Regions from separate parts of the Mus musculus genome. Here region 2 is linked to region 1. A link is a contact called in public promoter capture Hi-C data. All regions are on one chromosome and are shown on one strand. The core of a region is the stretch at or near the end of the contact, and the rest is flanking DNA. Distances in the headings are between cores, read along the strand shown. Region 1 holds the start of Snapc5 (small nuclear RNA activating complex, polypeptide 5). Region 2 holds the start of Ciao2a (cytosolic iron-sulfur assembly component 2A).

Region 1 (4,432 bases), core at 279-2,778:
AAGCCCAGAAATCCAAAGAGCCCTCCGAGCACCACGGTAGAGTTTTAAAACTTAAGGTCTAACACTTGATACGACCCCTTGACTATTAAAGGGATACATGTTGATTAATGAATGCTACCTCTTGATAGCAAGAAGATTCATCGCAGAGTCTTGAAGAAGAATCCACTGAAGAACCTGAGAATCATGTTGAAGCTGAACCCTTACGCCAAGACTATGCGCAGGAATACCATTCTTCGCCAGGCCAGAAATGTAAGTCAGTTTGGCGTGTCAATTTTTTTTTTTTATTAGATTGCCCCCTTCCAAGACAGGAACTTACTATGAAGACGCTGGCGCCCCCCCCCCCCCCAACCACACACACTTGTTTCTACCTCCCCAGGTACTGGGGTTAAAGATGTGAACCACGATGCGCTCATTGAAGATAAGATTCTTAATTTTCTATTTGTTTTTGTTGCAGCACAAACTTCGTGTGAAAAAGCTGGAAGCAGCAGCTACTGCACTGGCAACCAAATCCGAGAAGGTTGTTCCAGAGAAGGGGACTGCAGACAAGAAGCCAGCGGTAGGCAAGAAAGGAAAGAAGGTGGATGCCAAGAAGCAGAAGCCTGCAGGGAAAAAGGTGGTTGCCAAGAAACCAGCAGAGAAGAAGCCTACTACAGAAGAAAAGAAGCCAGCTGCATAAACTATTAAAAATTGTTAAATTCCAGAGAGCAAGTAGAGACCGCATATTTCAATAAATCAAACATGTGGTGACAAACCCTTGTGTGACTCTTAAATTGTGGATGTTTCCAAGCCCCTTGAAATTAACCTTTTGAAGAACAAGTGGCAAGATGTGAGACTTCATGGTCAAACTTAGGTCATCAGAATTATAGAACAAAATTTTTTAAATAAAATTTCATTCTCTAGGCTGCTTTGTTCCACATGGTAGTCTACTTTATAAACTGAACTTGGGATAAATAGCTAGGGGCCAAGTCCTATGAATAGTGTGTAGTTATGGTAGCCACTAGAGGGCCTATGATGGTAAAAGGGAATGGCGGGACCACCACAGCTATGGCCACTGTGTCTGTAGAGGTGCAGTGTTCTTTGTATGAATCAGTCTGATCATCCTAGAATTATCATCGTTTCCTCTTGCCTTGATGTTAAAACTGCTAGCAGATAATGATGAGCGTGGGTAAAAACACTCCCTGAGACAAGGCAGTTCCTAAAGGTTAGTAGCATTCCTGTCCTTACTAGGCTTAGGTATTTTGGGTATTTTGGTTCCTGCCTGCATAAGTAGCCTTTGCAGAGATTAAAGTCACTTGGAAAGTAGGTGACAGGGTGCTGAGATGAATGCTATCCTAAAGCCTGTGGGGCCAATTTACTGTGAGGGATTACCAAGGGACTGAAGAATCTCCATGCTCTTTGGGATTCCACTTTGTTTTCAGATCGTGGGAGCTAAGCCCCTACTGGCCCTTCAGAAAACAGCTACGAGAAAGTAAGCCCTCAGCCCGGCGCTGGTCTCCGCAGTCGGCGGTGACGTCATCACCGCGCGCCTAGTAGAAGGCAGCGCCCTAAGGAAGTGGAAGGGGATGTTGAGTCGACTGCAGGAGCTCCGCAAGGAGGAGGAAACCCTGCTGCGTCTAAAGGCGGCTCTACACGACCAACTGAACCGCCTCAAGGTGAGCGTACAGCTTTCCAGCTCTAGCCCCTCGGGACGTCGACGGAGCGCGGCGGTACAGCTCCAGGCCGCTAGGTGTTGAGCAGGTTTAGCTCCTGAGCCCGCATCTACCCCGACCCAGCACGCCGGCTCACGGGTTACTGCTGTTTATATGCACTAGAGGGGGCTTTAGTGTTGTCATGCTAGTACTGAATCTCAGACCCGCTTGAGGCGCGAATGAAGTCTGGGAAAGAAACTTGTCCGCTTGAGTTCCCAGTAACTCTTCTGGGAACAGAGAATGACTCGGATGCAGATTTAGGTGCGCTTTGATCACGTCCTAGACATAGGGGTAATTTGGTCCCTGTGAAATGATCATGGTAATCCCTGGTCAGCACTCATGGGCAAGATCTTTAAATGTAAGTGACATGAGGATTAGAGGAGCCCTTTATAAACTGAACTTGTATACTTGTGGTAAAAAAACGATATGCAGTTTTTCTCAGGGCATTTATAAACTGCCCACCCTTATTGCAACAGAACCTCTTACAAGTACATGATCGTGTGTTGAAGATGACCTCCCAAACGCAGTTACCCTGGTGCACCAGGAAACACGTGCATTTTTTAACATTCTGCCTTTACTTTCTCATTAATGAGTAGACAAGCTCAATCATAGGACATCCATCTGTGTCTGTGGAACCAGCTGTCTCCTGGGGTGAGGGAGGGGAGAAGTGGTCTCGCCTGTGTAACCCAAGCATGCTTTGAACCTAGTGTGTAGCTCAGGTTAGTTTTAAACTTATGATCCCCTTGCCTCCCACATTTCTAACCTTAGTGTAGTGGCACTTGCCTTTAATCCCAGCACTTTGGAGGCAGAAGCAAGTAGATATCTGTAAATTCAAGGCCAGCTTGGTCTACTGAGTTGTAGGACTGCCAGTGTTACAAAGAACCTCTTCATAGGGAAAGAAAGGGGTGAGGAGGTAAAGCTGCCCTCCCCTTCTAGAGCAGTTCAGGGATGCCAACCTATATGGCATCTAGTGGAATTCACTCACTATAGTAACCCAGCAGAATACTCAGTGAAATAAATATCTTTGACTTTTCTTTCCTAGGTTGAAGAATTAGCCCTTCAATCCATGATAAATTCTCGAGGAAGGACCGAGACACTGTCTTCTCAGCCTGCACCTGAACAGTTATGTGATGTAAGTTTAGTCAAGTACAGACTTCCAGAGAGAGTGTAGAGTCCCATTGTGCCCGAGCTCTTTGGGCAGGCAAATGCTGTATGGCACATTATTACCAAGTCCAAAGGACTCTGGGAAGTACCATTCAAATATTTGGGGGCCTGGGCGAATTTATTGTACACTGAACCTAGGACTTCATACAAGGTAAGCAAGTACGCTACCAGTGAGCTGCATCTCCAGCCCCTCATAATTTGTAGTTCAGTAATTAGCTAATCTATATTAATCATCCAGACAATAGCAAGTACGCTACCAGTGAGCTGCATCTCCAGCCCCTCATAATTTGTAGTTCAGTAATTAGCTAATCTATATTAATCATCCAGACAATAGCTTATCTTTTATACTTTGTCAAGTTTAGGCAGCCTCTACTCTTCTAGTGTACACCAATATGCCTCGCCTACCCAGGTCTCAGATTACTCCATCCTTTCCAGCTACTCAAAGGAACCCCAACAAGCTAGCAGTGGTTGTTGTGTGTTTGTGGTGGGGCTTCTGTTGAAGCAGTGTCTTTTGTACCCAGGCTAGCCACCGTATGTTCTTCTCTCCTCCTGGGATTACAGGCATGTGCACTCGTATCCTGTTTAGAAACTCTGCTCTCTTTAGGACTATGTCATGGTCGCTGCTCTGTTAAGTGTGGCTTCAAGTACAAAGCTAAGGATGAGGTGCAGGTATTACCCTACTCACGCTTACCAACTGCCTTCAACAGAGCCAATACAGTGTTCCTGAATATACCGTGCTTTGAGAATTCTTTATAAGCTATGTAGCCTACACAGTTACTTTACTGATGATTTCTAAAAGAGCATGGTAGGTAAGTTAAGATCATAGTAAACATGAAGGACTTATTCTCACCGCTTTCCAGGAATGGGAGAAACGAGAAAGAGGAAAGTCATAAAAAGATGAACCTAAAATTGAACTTTAAAGATATTTTTATAGGTGTGTGTGAATGCAAGTTCGTCTCCATTGAACATCAGACACCCTAGAGTTGGGGCTTGTAGCTATCCAGCATGGGTATTAGTACTCAAACTTGGATCTTTTTGGAAAAGAAACAAGTACTCTTTTGTTTGTTTTGTTTTTTCTAGACAGGGTTTCTCTGTATAGCCCTGGCTATCCTAAAACTCACTTTGTAGGCCAAGCTGGCCTCTGTCTCCTGAGTGCTGGGATTAGACGTGTGCACCACCATCACCTTGCAGGCAACAAGTACTTTAACTGCTAATCATTTCTCCAACTCATGATGAGATTTGATTTTAAAAAGAATTTGCTGGGCTGGCGAGATGGCTCTGTGGTTAAGAGTGCCGACTGCTCTTCCGAAGGTCCCGAGTTCAAATCCCAGCAACCACATGGTGGCTCACAACCATCCCTAATGAAATCTGATGCCCTCTTCTGGAGTGTCTGAAGACAGCTACAGTGTACTAACATATAATAAATAAATAAATATTTAAAAAAAAAAAGAATTTGCTGTTTTGAGGCTTAATTCTAATGCTGTTATTCTACAGTAATTCTAATGCTGTTATTTTGCACAGATGTCCCTACATGTAGACAACGAAGTGACAATAAATCAGACTACACTGAAGCTGAGCAC
Region 2 (4,318 bases), core at 584-3,083, 1.9 Mb after region 1:
GTGGCGGAAGCAGCAACAACAACTTTATAGACAGTGCCGCGAGCAAAGCGCTCCAGCCGTGTGAGGTGCGCGAGGGCCGTTATGGACCCAGAGGGACCATCGGGGCGGAACCTGGGGGAGGGACCTAGGGCGGGGCCTGGGCTGCTGCTCAGCCAATCCAAGCACTGAACCGCAAGGCTGCACTGGGGCGGGCCAAGTAGGCAGAGGAGGAGCTAGAGGCTGAGGAGTTCCTCCGGGTCTTTGTGCCCTGCATGGCTCTATCTGTCACGCTTCTAAGGTTCTGTTTGAATAAAGTCTGTGACTAACAATGTTTGAAAACCTCTGCATGCCACCTGCTCATGCCAAGCACAGTGTTCTCTGAGAGATTCAATAAATATTTTTGATTGAGGGCTGAAACGACTGCAGGAAGTTTTGCCACTTAGTTTTTGGACATTAATTCATTTAACATATACAGAGCATTCACTGTGAGCTTGGCACCTTACTGTGCGTTTCAAATACAAACACAAAAGCTCCTGGCTCACAGTTTAATGAGGCAGTCTTGTAAGTCAACAATTTAAACACACTCAGTGTTACAGTGTGCAACAATAAAAAGAAGTTATCGATTTTTTGAGAAGCCAGGCTTCACACAAAGGGGAGATTTCCGTGTATTAAATTCGGTCCTTAAGAATTTTGGGTTATAGCCGGGCGTGGTGACACGCCTTTAATCCCAGCCCTCGGGCGGCAGAAGCAGGTGGATTTCTGAGTTCAAGGCCAGGCTGGTCTACAGAGTGAGTTCCAGGACAGCCAGGGCTATACAGAGAAACCCTGCCTCGAAAAAAAAAAAAGTTCCCGGAACTTAATCACAGGTTGGTGAGTCGAAGTCAACTAGAGTTTAAAGATAACATAGGTTATGTTATCACGGACTAATTTGCAAGATGATCCTTTCAAGGAGCTGAAACCTGCCACTAACACCAACAGAGGTGGTTTGCTTTTCTGGTTGAAACCACCTTAGGCAGGCCTGAAATTCTGTGTCCAAAGCTGGCCTCAAACTCAATGCTCCTCCCTCGGCCTCCCAAGTGCTGGAATTACAGGCATGAGCCACCAGGCCTAGCAAAGTTGGCTGTTTACAACTGCAAACTCAACATTAGGGGTGGATTCCCTTACAGATAAAGTAAACTGCCTGAAGGTCAGGAGAGTGTCTTAGTTTGTAACTTTTATTCCTGCATACACATTGTGTATGGCAAATTAAGTGTCTAATAAATATTTGAGGTGGAAACACAATCAACTCTGTAACTGGCACCCATCACAGCCATGAACACACAAAAAAAAGGTTAAGAAATGCTTTTTTAGGATGTTCATCTCCGTTATCATTACTACATAGTGAACACAGATAAAGTTCTCTCGCTGTAATTTGGGTGGTGGTCGATAGAAATCCTCCCCATGGAGAGAAGCTGCACTAAACTAAGTTTCTAGGAGATAAGAAAACTAAGCCTTCCCTGTCCGTAGGCATGCCTATCAACATTGGTCTTCCAAAATAACCCCTTTCACCGCAAAGGAAATCCACTTCCGGCCTGGTCAGAAAGTAAGAAAAATTTGTTTGGAAGTGGCTTCCTCTGAGAAATAGCTGTAGAGTCTCCGTTCTAGAATATCTTCCAGTAGTAGTAACCTTGATCTCCTTTCCCCTACCTCTTTAGGATTCATCTTTAGTTCTTCCTAGGAACTGAGTGGGGCATTTGGTGACGTATAACAGTCCGTTACACGATCCTCTGGCTAAGACTACAAGCCCCATATACATTTCGCCGCCGCTCCGCTAACGCCCCTTAGACATCCCAGCATGCAATGCGCCTAACGGGCCGTAAGGATTTTTCTGTGCCTTCTAAATCGAGCAGAGCATCTTGGGACATGTAGTCTTTACAGCTAATTTCCCTAGGTCCTTCGCGTTGCAGTTTTGAGTCCCGCCTATTCTCTGCTCCCCTAAACCTTTACACATGTCTTGGTTTATTTGAAGACCAGGAAGTTCTCTCTCGAGGTCGGCTGCGGAAAGACGGTGGCTCGGTTGGGACAGTCGCCAGGGATGGCGGAACGTGAGGATGGAGCGAGTGTCTGGGCTGCTTTCCTGGACGCTGAGCAGGGTCCTATGGCTCTCAGGCTTTTCTGAGCACGGAGCTGCCTGGCAGCCCCGGATCATGGAAGAGAAAGCGCTAGAAGTTTATGGTAATTTACCCAGGGCACTATTTGACGGTGTTTGAGAGGCGGCATTGGAGAGGGGGTGGAGGAGGGCCTCACCCTTGGGCTGGAGTGGACCCTTGGGGTTTTTACCAGACTTAGAGGGAAGCATGTTCTTCCGGGTCCTAAGTCACACAGCAATGTCGGGCTATTTCTAAACCTGGAGCGAAATTGAGCCAGGAACTCATAAACGCTTTGTTACCCTGGACTGCCTACAGCTCTAGGGACAGTGTCAAGGGATGTGGGCAGAATGAGCCTACAGTGATCAAGAAGCAAAGCATGCCGAAGATTTCACTACTCAAGAGTCTTTCCTTCTTTAGTTCCTGGACTTGCGTTCCTCCCGCCATAACTGAGGTCACTGTTTGGTAATGGCCGAGTTGGGGACTGGCCCAAGGTCATAGCAACTCTCTTGTGTGACAGAATCAATAGGAAGTGAAGAGGTAGGGATAGATATCTCAGCGAGAGGCTTTAAATTTACAATTTTCTTACACAGTTAAGTGTGTTCGTGTATTCACTCAGAGACTCTCCACTTTGAGGGACTGTCTTCATTGTACAGATGGGGAGTGGGTTGTTTAACAAGTACCCAGAGGGTCATATTGTCAGTAAGAAACAGAAAAAACCAAACTTGTGATTGAAAATGTAATGCTTGTTCGTGTTTCTCTCTCTCTCTCTCTCTCTCTCTCTCCTCCCCCACCTCCCTCCCTCCCTCTTTCCTTCTCCACTCTTGACCCTACCTCCCCAGCCCCTCTCTTCCCTCCGTTGACCATTTGTAGTATTATTTATCAGGATTGGGGAGAAAATCCAGAGTCTCATACAAATTAGGTGTGTTCCACCACTAGCCCTATTTTTTTGAAAACAAAAAGGCCAAGATGTAGCACTAAGAGAGATGCTCCTACAGATACAGTTTAGGTGGAATTATAGGCCAGGAAGAAGGATTCCAAAGATGGAATGGCCCGGGAGCTAATCAGGTTCCCTTATCTCTTGGTAGAGAGGCAAGGCTGACTTAACCCCAGGCAGAAGATAATTGCTACTGTACTATCTCCACAAAACATTCCCATCCTACCATACCTCTGCATATAGCGTCTGGAAACTTCCGGGGACCAGAAATACAACTCTTCAAGAGAGATGATTCTAGTCCTCAAGTTTGCATTGAATGACACCCACTTATGCAAAAATACAAAATGCAGTCAGAGGTCATGAGCTTAAGTAGGAGGTATGGAGACGCAGAGGAAAGAGAAATTGACTAGAAACATCTGTGATGATGTTAGACAGTTACTTGGGTAGGTCTTGAAGAGTAGTTTGGATATGTCAGAGGTCGCATACGCTGAAGAAACTAGAGTAAAATATGGAGATGAGAAGACAGAATTGGCTATCCAGAAGGAGGCACCTGATGGTGACTGCAGGTGGAGGTGTGGTAGGCTGTTTCTTTAGACTGTAGACTGGAATTGAATACTGAAGTTTCAAATCACTTTTATTACATTTAGTTACTTTGTGCATGTTTGCACATACACATGCAAGTCATAGTGCAAATATGGAAGTCAGAGGACAACTTGCTGGCGTTAGATTTCTCCTTCCAGCAAGTGGCTCCTGGGGATGGAAACCCAGGAGGTTAGGCTTATTTGGTGGCAGGCCCCTTTTCCCACTGAATCATCTCGCAACCACCACCACCACCCATTGAAACTTTTAAATATAAATGAATCATCTTTTTAAGTATTAAAAAAGAGGTTTGTTTGTTTGTTTGTTTTTAATTTTAAGTCTGTGTGTGTCCATGGAGGCCAGAAGTGTTGGGTCTCCCTGAAGCTGGAGTTACAGGAGGTTGTGTATTGCCAGTTGTGGGTGCTGAGAACTGATTTTAAGTCCTCTGGAAGAGCAGACCTTCATGTCAATACAGAGCAACAAAAACTTAGTTGTGGGTGAGAGGAAATTAGGAGAGTAATGTGAGAACAAGCTTGATATCTTTTTAAAAAAATCAAACTTCTCAAATCACTAGAAAGCTAGAGGTGTTCAGTAAGGGGTAAGAGGTGAGGTTTAATTTCAGGATTTAGTAGTGTTCAAAGACTATAATACAGCTTTTACAAATGAAGCTTAGAAGGAGAAGCCGAGGAGAGGAGGG

The links. Promoter capture Hi-C pulls out the DNA fragments that hold promoters and counts their contacts.
Region 2: a promoter capture Hi-C map of neutrophils shows a contact between it and region 1, with 3 times the contacts expected there. The contact joins the promoter of Ciao2a here to the promoter of Snapc5 in region 1. A contact is called at or near these places in 3 of 39 promoter capture datasets (liver, neutrophils and pre-B cells).

The regions. Positions count from the first base shown.
Region 1 is chr9:64,177,769-64,182,200 of GRCm38.p6, forward strand. Snapc5 (small nuclear RNA activating complex, polypeptide 5) reads left to right here and starts at 1,529. Exons shown (of 3, transcript NM_183316.2): 1 at 1,529-1,652; 2 at 2,731-2,820; 3 at 4,374-4,432. The coding sequence starts at 1,563. Rpl4 (ribosomal protein L4) reads left to right here. Exons shown (of 10, transcript NM_024212.4): 8 at 1-36; 9 at 129-249; 10 at 455-794. The coding sequence ends at 676.
Region 2 is chr9:66,124,778-66,129,095 of GRCm38.p6, forward strand. It overlaps Ciao2a (cytosolic iron-sulfur assembly component 2A), which reads left to right and starts at 1,834. Exons shown (of 5, transcript NM_026635.3): 1 at 1,834-2,193. The coding sequence starts at 2,070. It overlaps Snx1 (sorting nexin 1), which reads right to left and starts at 109. Exons shown (of 15, transcript NM_019727.2): 1 at 1-109.